Linked DNA regions of Sus scrofa: region 1 is linked to region 2. Evidence: chromatin contacts called from public HiChIP or PLAC-seq data. All regions are on one chromosome and are shown on one strand. The core of a region is the stretch at or near the end of the contact, and the rest is flanking DNA. Distances in the headings are between cores, read along the strand shown.

The links. HiChIP or PLAC-seq counts read pairs in DNA pulled down with a chosen protein or histone mark.
Region 1: a contact with region 2 is called in an H3K27ac HiChIP or PLAC-seq map of alveolar macrophages. The contact joins two enhancer-like sites. A contact is called at or near these places in 1 of 47 Hi-C or Micro-C datasets (embryonic fibroblasts) and 1 of 2 datasets of contacts at active chromatin or transcription factors (alveolar macrophages).

Annotation. Positions count from the first base shown.
Region 1 is chr12:15,849,774-15,856,383 of Sscrofa11.1, forward strand. No RefSeq gene overlaps it. Among named protein-coding and RNA genes, the nearest start is that of TANC2, 39 kb to the left of the region's middle. Within about 2 kb of position 5,093, at least 1 of the 83 cell types and tissues checked has an H3K27ac peak or open chromatin away from gene starts, as enhancers often do. A contact at or near this core is called in alveolar macrophages, where this site is marked.
Region 2 is chr12:15,551,386-15,558,179 of Sscrofa11.1, forward strand. The region is part of intron 8 of TANC2 (protein TANC2); the gene reads right to left. Among named protein-coding and RNA genes, the nearest start is that of CYB561, 110 kb to the left of the region's middle. Within about 2 kb of position 4,431, at least 32 of the 83 cell types and tissues checked have an H3K27ac peak or open chromatin away from gene starts, as enhancers often do. A contact at or near this core is called in alveolar macrophages, where this site is marked.

The sequences.
Region 1 (6,610 bases), core at 3,843-6,342, 300 kb after region 2:
GTGATTGTCAGTAGGCTAGCAAAGCCAGATGAACTAGAACATTCTTGCACCAGTATGCCATAAGTCTACTCAGGGATATATTAGAATACCAACTGCAGCAGCTCGCAAGACTTCACCCTGACGAGGCCGTTGACTCCGAAATTTCCTAATCGCCCCCCTATTTTAGAATTAAATTAGTAAAGCTTGATTTACACTGTTCATAAGTAGCCAGTGTTCCACCACCCTTCCCAGCTCTTCATAGGCTCCTCCACAGTGAAGAAGGAGCCTGCAAAGCAAGACTTACACATCTCATTTTTCGGTGCATGAAATTTTTTCTCTGTCTTAATCAGACCAACTCTCCTCAAGCACCTCACTGATGGAAAACAGGGCTCGAGAGTGTCATTTTCCTATGACCACTTCGCAATGTTTTCCTGAAAGATGCCGGGTCTTCTCACTTAATCCTCAGCCTCCAGCTTTCCCCTTGAAATCAGCAGATGAATTTCACACCCTCTGAGGCAAACACTGCTTTCCTTGCCATAAATGAGAAGCAAGCAGAGGTAGGCTGGGCTCTCTCCCTGGGTGCACCCCCAGGCTACAGTGAGCTCAAGCCGGTCTTTTCACTATGATTGCAGTAGTCAGAGAAGCCCATTCAGGCAACTTCTATATCCCTGGGGAAGTAAACAATTATTTTTAGTGGTATTGTATATTACCCTGAGACCCCTAAGTCATGAGGTTGCGCCATATATGTATCCCCAGAACCTTGAATGGATTTCTTACCTCCTAAATGATTTCTGAAAAATGCTTGGTAAATATTCCCAGTATTGTCTGCAAAGTGAGACTTAAAGAACACAGTTTCTTTTCTTTTCCTTTTGCATTTTAGGGCCGTACCTGCAGCATATGGAGGTTCCCAGGCTAGGGGTTGAATCAGAGCCACAGCTGCCAGCCTACACCACAGCCACAGCCACGCCAGACCTGAGCCATGTCTGCGACCTACGCCACAGCTCACAGCAACGCCAGATCCTTAACCCACTGAGCAAGGCCAGGGATCGAACCTGCAACCTCATGGTCACTAGTCAGATTTGTTCCTGCTGTGCCACAATGGGAACTCCCACACAGCTTCTTATATTAGTGGCAAATACTCTCCCCAAACATATGAACCAGAAGGATACTATAAAGTGTTTTCAAAAAACTGCTTACCACCCTTTTAAAATACCCCAAAGATAGGCAAACCAACACTGAGAAGAGTTTTCTAAATCCACTTCCCTCCCCTTGAGAAGGTGTTTCTGGTTGTTAAATAAGTAAAGCAATCTTTTACTCCTGCTTTTGCAAGTGTGGTTAATTATCATTGTTGAAGTTCAATTATGCTGAGCTAATAATAGTAGTCATCATTTCTTTGGCTCTTTATACCGCATACCATGCCAAGCTATTTACATGTATTATCTTATTTATTTCTTACAACTACTTAGTGAAGGTAGGTAGTATTATCTCTATTTTATAGATTTAAAGGACAAAATGAGAAACGGGGAGGCTTAGAAATTATTCTGAGGTCACACAGCTACTCAGTGTTGGAGTCAAGATCTGAAATCAGGACTTCCTAAAATCCCAAGCCCACACTCGTAGCCTCACAAACAATAATACGATATAATAAGGCTGTGTATCCTCATGAGCCATATTCTAAGTAATATGTTGCTACCCTTCAAGCTAAGCATTCTGATTTTCCATATTTACTTTCCACTCTCAGGAAAATATCAGGACAAAATTTCACTATGGCCAGTTCATTCATAAGTTATATCTCAGGGTGTTGGCAGCTCAAATACCCTTCCCAAAGTACTTTTTTCCTGTTCTTAGTTCCAAATTTTGGCCCCGAAGACCCCAAAGCACTTTCATCAGTAGGCAGAGCGTCCTTATGAAGAGAAGTGATGCCCCTTTTCATCCCAAGGTGAGCACTCGACAGTGCTCTGCCATCATGACTTCACTTCTCCAAGTGGGGTCACCTTTCCAGGAGAGTTTAGCCACCAACAGCTGGGCATCCGCACAACAGGAGCAGAATAATGCATTACCCACATGAAGATTCAAGGGGAGTTTTGAAAGCTTGGATTTTTTTCCAGGTTCTCGGTAAGCAGTCTAATTTCTGTTAATAAAAAATGACTGCTCTTTAGGAAGACACAAGCCAGGTTTGAATTCAGGCTTTTAGATCTTAGTATTTACTTTGAATATTACCGGCAAGCTTGGATCGTTAACTCTATAAACCCTAAACTAGCTTGTTTGTTGTGAAAGCAGCTATGCTTGCCCCTCACCCTGCCCCCACTTTCAGGCCCAGGGGCAGACGCAGAAAACCTACCTACCTCTTATTACTTCTTGCCCCTTCTCAGTTTATTTAGGGGAAAATGTACCCCCAAAGAGAAGAGTAAGTTTATCTTATGTGCAATTTGCGGTGTTTGTTATGAACTTGTCCAAAGTGTGGATTTGTACCATGAATTAAAAGTGTTGGCTAGGCAAATAAATAAAGTCTACATCATTGTAATTTGTCAAGAAGATCTTAAACTGAAGGGAAAAAACAGGTCTTTTGCTCTGAATTTTGTTTCCCCTTAATTTGTATGTTAAAGCCCCATCCCCCAATGTGATGGCATTTGGAAGCAGGGTTTTTGAGAGATAATTAGGTTTAGGTGAGGTCAGGAGGGTGGGATCTGTGGATCTGTCCTTGCAAGATGGGAAACCAGAGAGCTTGCTTGATTTCACTCTGCCTCGTGAGCTCAGTTGGTCCGCAAACCAGGAAGAGAACCCAACCATGCTGGCATCCTGATTTCAGACTTCCAGCCTCCAGAACAGTGAGAAAATTAATTTCTGTTGTCTATGGTGTTTTGTTATGGCAGCCTGAGCTGATGAATACATCTTTCATTACTTTAGAAGCACCTATTTGCATGCAAAGGTAGTAACTTTATAGTTATCATTCGTGTGCATTTGTTCATTACAGCGAAATTGACAGGACCTCTCCTTGGCAACGCTTTTATGATACTCTAACTTGAAAGTGATAAAACTGCCTTTTAAAAATTGTATAGTGCAGCTTTTTCAATAGTTGGGGCAGAGTTGTAGCCAATTAGTCAGAATTTGCGAAGTTTTAGTCTTTTGCCCCCAAACTCTAAAGAAGTTATTATGTATCTTAACAAATGTTACAGCCTGTAAGACACATGTGCATATTTCTCACAGCAGCCTTTTGTGTTTTATTGTAAGAATATTAAAGGGGAATGGATTTATGTGGATAATCATTGAAGCTGGGTATTGAGTACGTGGAGTTGATTGTATTCTATTTGGTGGATGTTTTAAAATATAGAGTTTTAAATAAACACATACATATGAGCTACATATGATCTCATGGGTGGACAATTTCACTTTGCAATTGAAGTGTAGTTGCGTAATTGTGTTTTGGTCTATAACTATTTTAAAAAATGGAAAATAACCTCCTAGTCGCTTCTTAAAAAGGGGCAAACTGTGCCAGCTGATTTGAATGAGAGTGAATGTTTTTCACTCTATTTTCACAGCTGTCTTATCAGTTTCCTAAACTCAATTAGGGTGGAGCACAGGAATTTCACTCTGCGGGGACTAGGGGCTTTGTTGTGGTGGTTTGAAGATAAGGATATATCTTCCCAGGCTAACCTCTTGGAGTGAAGACATTTCCCCAGAAGGGGGAAAATGCAGGGCCTTAAAGATCTCTTCATAGAGTTTGCAGAGTGGTTGACGCTTAACAGTCTACGGAGAACTCTGCCAGCCTCCTGGGAAAATGATTGGGTATTCAATTGTTTCCACTTGGGCACTTTCCCAGACTAGATAAAGCCTCTCCATTCCATCCTACCCCTCCTCCACCCTAATTTTCCCTGAACCCCAGGTGCGGCAGGCTTGCTTTTGTCCAGGATGAAGGAGGGCAAGAGCTATTGGGTAAATGAGGAAAGCATCCTTTCAGTCTTCTCGCCTGCTGACGTCATGCCAGTGTTCTCTTGGCTTTCGTGTGGAAATGAGAATTTCCACAATTTTAAAGGGAGTGTCTGTTACTGTTCATTATGAACTGGATAGTAATTATTATAGGTTCTTAACCTCTTTATACGATCTGGATTTTATGCCTGTGAGATATGAATTGAGCTGAGGACTTTATGAGAAGCAGAAGGATTTTTTTTTTTTTTTGCAGAGTTTTCATTTTACTCATAACCTAGTTTTAGACGGGAGATGTGGGTGGTGAGCATCCAGGCCCTTCATGAGGCATTACACAATCTATTCGAGTTATACAGAGTGGATAGAAAAATGCCTATAACCCACTTTTTAAAAGTGTTTCATAATACAGACTGGAAAACCCTAGAAAATTCTTTAGGGCATGGAATTTCTTGACACTGTTTCTTGGTAGAAGAGTTCTCAAAACAGCTAACGACTCCCTGTTCCTGCAGTTCACAGGGTGGAAGAGGAGGAGGGTAAGCGCGTGGCAGACGAAGGGCTTTGGGGAATGTTTTGCCCTTGGGACTTGACAACCACTTATTGGTTCAAAGGTTTGCACCCCAAACCTAGAAAAGATTCCCATGTTTGGGGGATTGCAGTTAGCATAACTATTTTATCACAGCGGATTTTCATCAGAAGTTTTCATTAGGAGCGACAGACAAAATTAATGAAAGCTGAAAATTCGGAAGCCTCTCATCCCCCCTAAAAAAATTAAATAAAAAAACTTCTTTTCATGAAAGTGAAAGCATACATTAAGATCGCTTTCCGGGAGTTCCCATCGTGGCACAGTGGAAACAAATCCGACTAGGAACCATGAGGTTGTGGGTTTGATCCCTGGCCTTGCTCAGTGGGTTAAGGATCTGGCATTGCCATGAGCTGTGGTGTAGGTTGCAGATGTGGCTCAGATCCCACGTTGCTGTGACTCTGGCGTAGGCTTCACAGCTACAGCTCTGATTAGACCCCTAGCCTGGGAACCTCCACATGCCGCGGGTGCAGCCCTAGAAAAGGAAAAAAAAAAAAAAAAAAAAAAAAAAGATCGCTTTCCCTTCGTAGCTCCAGAATTTTTAAGGAAAATTTATATTCTATGCTTTTGTCATCATGAGTCACACTTTGAGAGCTCATAAGGTATGGAGCAATGGTCATTAGGCAATAGAGAAAAGTTGTATAGAAGTTGATGAGTCATAACAGTCCTAGGTTTCAAGGTTCTTATCTTTCACTAATTTATTAAATATTGGTGTGCCATTCTAGGGGCTGAGCATATAGCAAAACATAAGAAAGACAAGGTTCTAGTTCTCACAGAGCTTGTGTGTTCTAATATGGATAGACTCCCAAAGCGATGCAACACTAGGTAGTAATGAGGGCTAATATGAGGTCAAACAGGACAGGGTGATAGAGAATAGACGAGTAAATGTTTTCAGCTGGGTGGTAAGGGAAGGCCCCTCTGAGAAGATGACATTTGAATTGAGACTCAAAGGTGGGGAAGAAGCCATCGATGGAAGATCAAGGGAATCCATATTCCAGGGAGAGGGAGCAAAGAGTGCCAAAGCACCAAACCTTAACCTGCACGAGGAACAGAAAGCTAGCAACTGTGGCTCAGGCTCGGAGAGCAGGGGAGAGGGTGACCTGGTCAGAGGGAGGACCAGAAACCTTGTCATGAAGAGCCTTGGAAGCCAGAAGTTATGCTAAACGTGATGGAATGACTTTGAAGATTTAATTTTGTTTTATGGCCAAACCCATGGCATATGGAAGTTCTGGGCCAAAAATTGAGTCCGAGCCACAGCTGCTGTCCTGCACGACAGCTGTGGCAAATCCAGATCTTTAACCCACTCTCCCAGGGTAGGGACTGAACGCAAGTCTGTGCAGTGACCCAAGCTGCTGCTATGGAATTCTTAACCCATTGTGCCACAGCAGGAACTCCTGAAGGGTTTTGAGCAGAGGAGTCTTGTTATCTGATTTGCATTTTAAAACATTACTCTGGCTACCACGTGGAGAATGGATTATACCAAGTGTCTATGGTGATTTTGGTAAAAGATAAAGGTGGCTTGGATGAGGATAAAGAGAGAGGAGCAGCTGGGTTTGGGGTGTGTTAGAGACCCAGTAGAGAGATCTTGTTGGTGGGTCATTGTGGGAGACTAAGGAATGGATGATGCCCAGACTCTTTGGGCTCCTGTAGGAGCTACTTGCCAGATAGGGAAAGCTGGGAGACGCAAGGAAGTGGCTGCAGAAACAAAGGCTTGCCCCAGGGGCATGTTAATTTGGAAACATTCAAATTAGATGTGAAATAGCAGCTGGTTAAAAAGGTTGGGGCTGCAGGTTTATTCCCACCTTGATGCTGTTACTCATGCTGCTCCCTTTTCCTGAAAAGTCTTTCCGTTCCTTCCACCCACCCCACCTTAAGCATTAAAAAAAAAAAAAAAAAAAAAAAAAAGGTTGGGGCTGGAAATGGGGAATAGGGAAATAGGGTTGCAGGCGCACCTGTGGTCAAAGATAGGTTTTTAAAAAATAGTTACTTTTTTTTTTTTTTTAAAGATGAGGGTACTTAACTATGTAAGCTAATAGGAATGATGCAGGACAGAGGGAAAAATATCAGTGTGATGGGTTACCTATTTGATGTCTTCCAAGCACAGGCCCAAGAAAGAAAAGACAAGTT
Region 2 (6,794 bases), core at 3,181-5,680:
TGCCTTCTAACTGTTTCAGGAGTAGTTTTAGATGTATCATTTTACCTGCCTGGAACCAAGTATTTCATGCCTGTATCTTTAAGCTTAGCACAGTGTTTTGACACATAGTATGTGATCAATAAATACTTACTGAAAGTATTCATTAAAAGTAAAGTATTAGGAGTTCCTGTTGTGGCTCAGCGGAAACTAATCCAACTAGGAACCATGAAGTTGCTGGTTCGATCCCTGGCCTCATTCATGGGTTAAGGATCCGGCATTGCAGTGAGCTGTGTGCAAGTTGCAGATGTGGCTCAGATGTGGAGTTGGTGTGGCTGTAGTGTAGGCCGGCAGCCGTACCTCCAATGTGACGCCTAGCCTGGGAACCTCCATATGCCACAGGTGTGGCCCTAAAAAGCAATAAGTTAGGTATTATAGGGAGTTCCTGTCCTGGCTCAGTGGTAACAAACCTGACTAGGATCCATGAGGATGTAGGTTTGAACCCTGGCCTCGCTCAGTGGGTTAAGGATCCGGTGTTGCTGTGAGCTGTGGTGTAGGTCGAAGACACGGCTCAGATCCTGCATTGCTGTGGCTCTGGCGTAGGCCGGTGGCTTCAGCTCCAATTTGACCCCTAGCCTGGGAACTTCCATATGCTGCAAGTGTGGACCTAAAAAGCAAAACAAAAACAAAAACAAAAAAAAGTACTATACTCTAACTTCATTTTATATTTTGGAGAATAAAGGCCAGGGGTGGGATAGGGATGAAGATAGGAGAAAGGGAAATCATAAAGGGAGAAATCAGCTCTATTTATACTGCTTATTTCATCTAGAACAAACTTAACCACATCATAAGATGGGAAATAGAAATGGCACCTTACTTGAGAAAACATACAAACACATATACATGTAAACACTCTCATGTAAAACTCCTAAAAACTATCAGAATGATAATTGAACATTTTTAAAAAGGACAACTCCAAAAGTCATATAACTAATTCAAATATAAAGCCAAACTCTAATAAGAGACAAATACTTCCATATATCAATTTAAAAATGTCCCAAATTTTGACTTAAAAAACAAAAAAACAAAAAAAGGGCTGTGGACATACAGCTACATGGTTACTTCTCTCTTTTTTTTTTTTTTCTTTTGGCTGCACCAGTGGCATGCCAAAGCTCCCGGGCCAGGGATCGAACCCAAGCCACAGCAGTGACAATGCCAGATCCTTAACTGCTGGGCCACCAAGGAACTCCTACTTATCTCTTCATCAAAACAGTCTTTTAAAATATGTAACTTTAGGAGTTCCCATGGTGGCGCAGTGGTTAACGTATCTGACTAGGAACCATGAGGTTGCGGGTTCAATCCCTGGCCTTGCTCAGTGGGTCAAGGATCCGGCGTTGCCATGAGCTGTGGTGTAGGTCACAGACGCGGCTCGGATCCCGCGTTGCTGTGGCTCTGGCGTAGGCCGGTGGCCACAGCTCCGATTCGACCCCTAGCCTGGGAATCTCCATATGCCGTGGAAGCGGCCCAAGAAATAGCAAAAAGACAAAAAAAAAAAAAAAAGTAACTTTAACTTGCTAACAATATTCTTAATTCTAGTGTTGCACAGCTGATATATTTTACTTTTCTTAAACATTATTTTATTGAGCTATGATTCACAGGCCATCAAAGTCATCCTTTTTAAGTATATAATTCAGTGGTTTCTAGTATATTCACCAAGTTGCACAACCAGTACTGCTTAGTTCCTGGATAATTTCATCTTTGCCTAAAGAAAACCACACACCCCTTAGCCATCACTCTCTAGTCGCCATTTCCCCCAGCCTCCAGGCAATCAGAGACTTTCTGTCTTTACAGAACTGCTTTTTGAGACATTTCACATACATGTTACCATATAACAGGTGGCCCTCTGTATCTGCCTTCTTTCACCTAACATGTTTTGAGGTTCATTCATGTAGTAGCATGTTTCAGTACTGCAACCTCTGAATTGCTGAAATCATATTCCATTATGTGGGTAGATCACATTTTGTTTATCCATTTATGACAGACAGCTGGCTTGTTTCCACTTTCTGGCTGTTATGAGTCATGCTGCTATGAACAATCATGTACAAGTTTTTGTGTACATATGTTTTCAGTCTCTTGAGTATACTTGCAGGAGTGGTACTGCTGGGTCATATGGAAACTCTATGTTTTAACTTTTTGAGAAACTGCCAAACTCTTCTATTTCACTTTTGCTATTTTTTTATGCAGTAATACATATTCACTATAGAAAGTTTAGGAAGAGCAAATAAACAAAATGATAATTCTACTCCCACTGCCCAGAGAGAAACTCAATTCACTTTTTCCCCTGAGTTCTGTATGTACCATATACACTTATTTTTAAAACAAAAAATGGGATCATACTATAGATACTGTTTTATAACCTGCTTTTCTTGCTTTGCTTTGCAATTCCAGAGTTCTGAAAAAGTTGATGCTGTCAGACATGCTAGCTTGGTGGTTGCTTCAGGGGAGGGATTGATTCTTGGAGCTCCTTACTCCACCATTTTCCATGATGTCGCTTGATAGGAGGGGGCTGCTAACCGTGACTCAGGGGGTTTCCTGGGTTTCTGAGTGCTCTTGGTGGGGAGACATTCAGACAGACACACTGAGCTCTGGCTGAGCAGTCACAGGACTCCCAGTGAGGAAGGGGAAAACACAAGATCAGTTGGCTTGAGATGAGTCTAATCAGCCCTTAAGAGAGCTAAGATCCCACACCTGGTTTCAGAACTAGACTCAAAATCTGAATCCAAAATCCATGTTTTTTTTTCTGTTATTTATTATGTAGCTGCTCTCTACGATGTCACTATTAAATCTGCAGTCTGACCACTGATTAAACCACTGATGACCAGAATTGAGTAGACTTAGCTGACTGGAGAGGCTAGCTTCTTTCTCCTTCACCTCCCCTGTGCTTCACTATAGGATCTGCATGCTTGGCCAGAAAAGACCTTTCCAGAAAGAGAAGAGCTTCTGAGACACTCAGTTGCTTTCTAAACTAACCGACTTATCTTTTCAGGTCTGAGATTACTTACCATCCTGTGCCAAAAGGACTTTCATGACTATGACTACTGCCAATTTATAATATGGGGAATAAGTACAGATTCAACTATGTGCTGAAGTTTTTGAGAAAAATTCTATTAAGGTAACTTGTTCTCATGTTGACGTAATCTCTCATCATATTTTATTCTACCGAGAAAGCTTTGACATTTTAAAAAGTTATTTTAAAATTTTTCTAAAAATGTAATCAATTCACAAAAGCCTCAAGGGAAGAAAAGACAAAATTAGCCCAGTACCATATGGTAAAACAACTGCAGACACCAAGAACAGGCCTAGAAACAATTTCTGTACCTCAGAATCTAAGGCTTTTGTCAGATCAATATGATACAAGAAAGCCATAATTCGTATGTACCAACTATAAATTTAGGGCATACGAATGGCCTGAACCATGGGACATGGAGATTATGAATACATGATGTGGAGTTCATATTCCTAAATAAATGTTTCTCTGGGATATCAGCTGGCTTTCAAGAGGTTTTCTAAGGCAGAAACTACTGAAATAATCCAGTGAGAAATGATCCCTGCAACTATAGCTGAGGGAAGAGGAAAAGATAAGCTAATCCATACATTCAGTAACAGATGTGGTTTTCTTACCCCTGCACCCAAGAAGTGGAAGTCCCAGGGTGGCAAGAGAGCAGAAAGATTATCCCATCCTTCTCAAAAAATTCCAAGATATACTGACATCTGGAAGTTACTTTGAAATTTGTAAAAAATGAGTGGTCCCAGAGATGGGTGGGTGGATAGATATGTGGGAAAAATAAGATAATAAAACATCAATGCTATAATAAGGCAAGTGTGCAAGTGTTTACTGTAAAATTCTTGCCTTTTTTTTTCTATATCAGAAAATTTTCCTAATAAAATGTTGAAGGAAAAAAAAAAAAAACACAGAAAGGAAAGGTGTTCTAACAGGGTATACAAGTAAGACAAGCTTCGGAAGGCAGTTTTAAAAACAGATTTAATAACCACGCCAGATTCAGATCAGTGTGTGCATCTCTTCAATGCAAATTAGGCCTGCGTCAGACAAATGAATTCTCTCTAGGAAACAGTCTCTGTGAGACCATCAATACGAATAATTATCTATCTAGGCTTACGGAGAAAACTGACCTTTCTTTAACCAAGTCAAAGAACAAACATTTAAAAAACAAATAAAAGTGCATTAAGGCTAACAGACCAGCTTGTTCAAATGCAAACAGAAACAGCTGCAGCAAAGGGAAGAGGGGAAGGGGAAGTGGGGGCAAGAGAGCTTTAACTGGATTTAGACTAAAGCATATTTACTCATGGAAAACCACCATGAATCATGTTAGAAGAAGTCAGTCACAGGACTGCCAGAAGAAAGGGTGTGTGTAATACAGCCAAGGTCTGGTGCAAACAGGAGCAGAGCCGTATTTCCTCACATTCTTCCATGATGGCTGGAAAGTCTAGCCTGGAAGCACCTCTGTTCCTCAGAACAAGAGATAATTTCAGGCTTATTCATGCGATTTTCTGCACAGAGCAGAGGAAAAACATAACACTTCAGATAAAACCTGGTATCACATTAGCACCACACAGAAGTCAAAAAACATACTTATTTTTTTGTGAGTATATTTATTGAACCAAGGGAGGGCTCATTCATTTACTGAGCTTCTAGAAGGCTTGCTCGCCTATTTACAAGAGTCAACTCTCTTTAGGGTCTGTTGCTTATTTATGGCACTCAGGAATAGGACTAGTAGGCATTCCTAGGAATATAGTAGTATTCCAACCCCAGGAAATGAGTTTTTGAAGAATATTAAAGTAATTTGAAGCAGGTCCTGAAAAGCAATCTAAAGATAATAGCCTGAGAAATGTTCATTTCAGATAATGTCTATTTGAAAAAAAAAAGATTAAATAAAGCAAAAATGCTTTTTGGGTCAGCAGGGAAACATAGAGTTGAGTGGGTACGATTGCGATTGCGGACACAGAGCCAGGACGCCTCAGTTTGTTTACTGTCTCTGCTACTCACTAGCTGTGTGACCTTAGGAGAGGTACTTATGTTCCTTCTTTTTTCTTTTTTTGTATTTTCAGGGCTGTACCCATGGCATATGGAAGTTCCCAAGCTAGAGGTCAAATCAGAGCTGCAGCTGCCTATGGCACAGCCACAGTAACGCTGGATCTGAGCTCAAGGCACAGCTCAAGGCAATGCCAGATCCTGAACCCACTGAGTGAGGCCAGGGATCAAACCCACATTGTCATGGATACTAGTCGGGTTACTGCTGAGCCAAGAACTCCAATGTTTTTGATATCTCAGTTTTCCTCATCTTTAACTCAGGGATAACCATGACGTGAGGATTAAGATGAGTTAATGTTTGCAGTGTGCCTAGGACAGTATCTGCTTGTTAACGGTGGTAGCTGCTACCACTATCTACATTATCAAGCCAAAAAAAAGAATCCAGTGTAGCCATAATCCCCTCCCTCTCACACCTATTATTTAAAATGAAACATAATGAAAAGGATATTGAGAATATGGTGACTCTTTTTGAGCCCTCGTCGTTTTGAATTTCTTACATCCCTGCTATCCCCCAAACATTCTGAAAGAGCCATGTTTGCTCTCTTCACTTTCACAGCAGTAATTCATTCTAGCCTGGCTTCCTCCCATACACTCTGTTGAAACTTTCTGATTTTCAAGTCCAATGAATTGCTTAACAATTCCTTAGGATTTAACAGTTTTAACTAATCCCGGCTTTTTGAAATACATTCCCGTCTTGGGCTTAACATAATAACACTTTCTTCTAGTTCTTTTTCAGTCCTCTCCTCCTGATATATCTTTAATGATTCCTCCCCTTCTGCCCATCCCTAAAATATTGCCAATCTTAGGTTTATATTTTATTGTTTTGTCTTCTTCATGATCTCCCTGGGTAATCTCAAAGGCATAGACGAACAGCTTTCACAACTATCTAAGTGGTGATAGTTTATGCTTCTATTCCAGATCCCAGTTCTCAACTCCTGACCAGTATTTCCAGCAACTTACATGAGTTACCCACACGGATTTCCAATAGGTATATCAAACTTAAAATGTTTAGAACTCAAGTTATTTTCTCACCCACCTTAACCCATTCTTTATTTTCTACGTGTTATCGCAGTTAATGAAGTATCATCATTTGCCTGGTCCCCCAAGAGAGAAACTGGAGACCACCAGGAATTTCTTCTTCCTTAACCTTAACCTCTAATTTGTCACAGGTTCTATCAACTATTTTTGAGTAATATCTCTCAGATATAATTCCTGTTTCCTCTTCCCATTACACTGCTACATACAGAAATAACACTTTTGGAGGAGCTGCTGGATCACTCGAAGCCTCGGTTTTGTCATCTGTAAAGTGACAATAATAAGAACATCTACTTCATAAGGTTAAATAAGAAAATGTACATTAACTTCTTAGTTCAGAACCTAGTTAATCCTCAGTGAAGGATAGTCATAGAGTTTAGATTCTCAGCATCCTTTGCTTTTTACCACGGACTTAAGTTTTTAGTGAATCACCTTGTAAGCCACATACCCCTCCTAATATACAGTCCTCAAATACATGCATCAGACATCACCATGTCAAACCCTACACTTCTACCCTTATATTAACTTACCCTACCACAGTCACCTAACCTAGTAAGCCCTTATTAACTAGTACAATTTTTGTCATGAGTTATGCACATTCAATAATGTTTAATAAATGAATTTGTGAATGAAAACACTGCATATGGATTTTCCATTCTCAACTGCAGGGAAA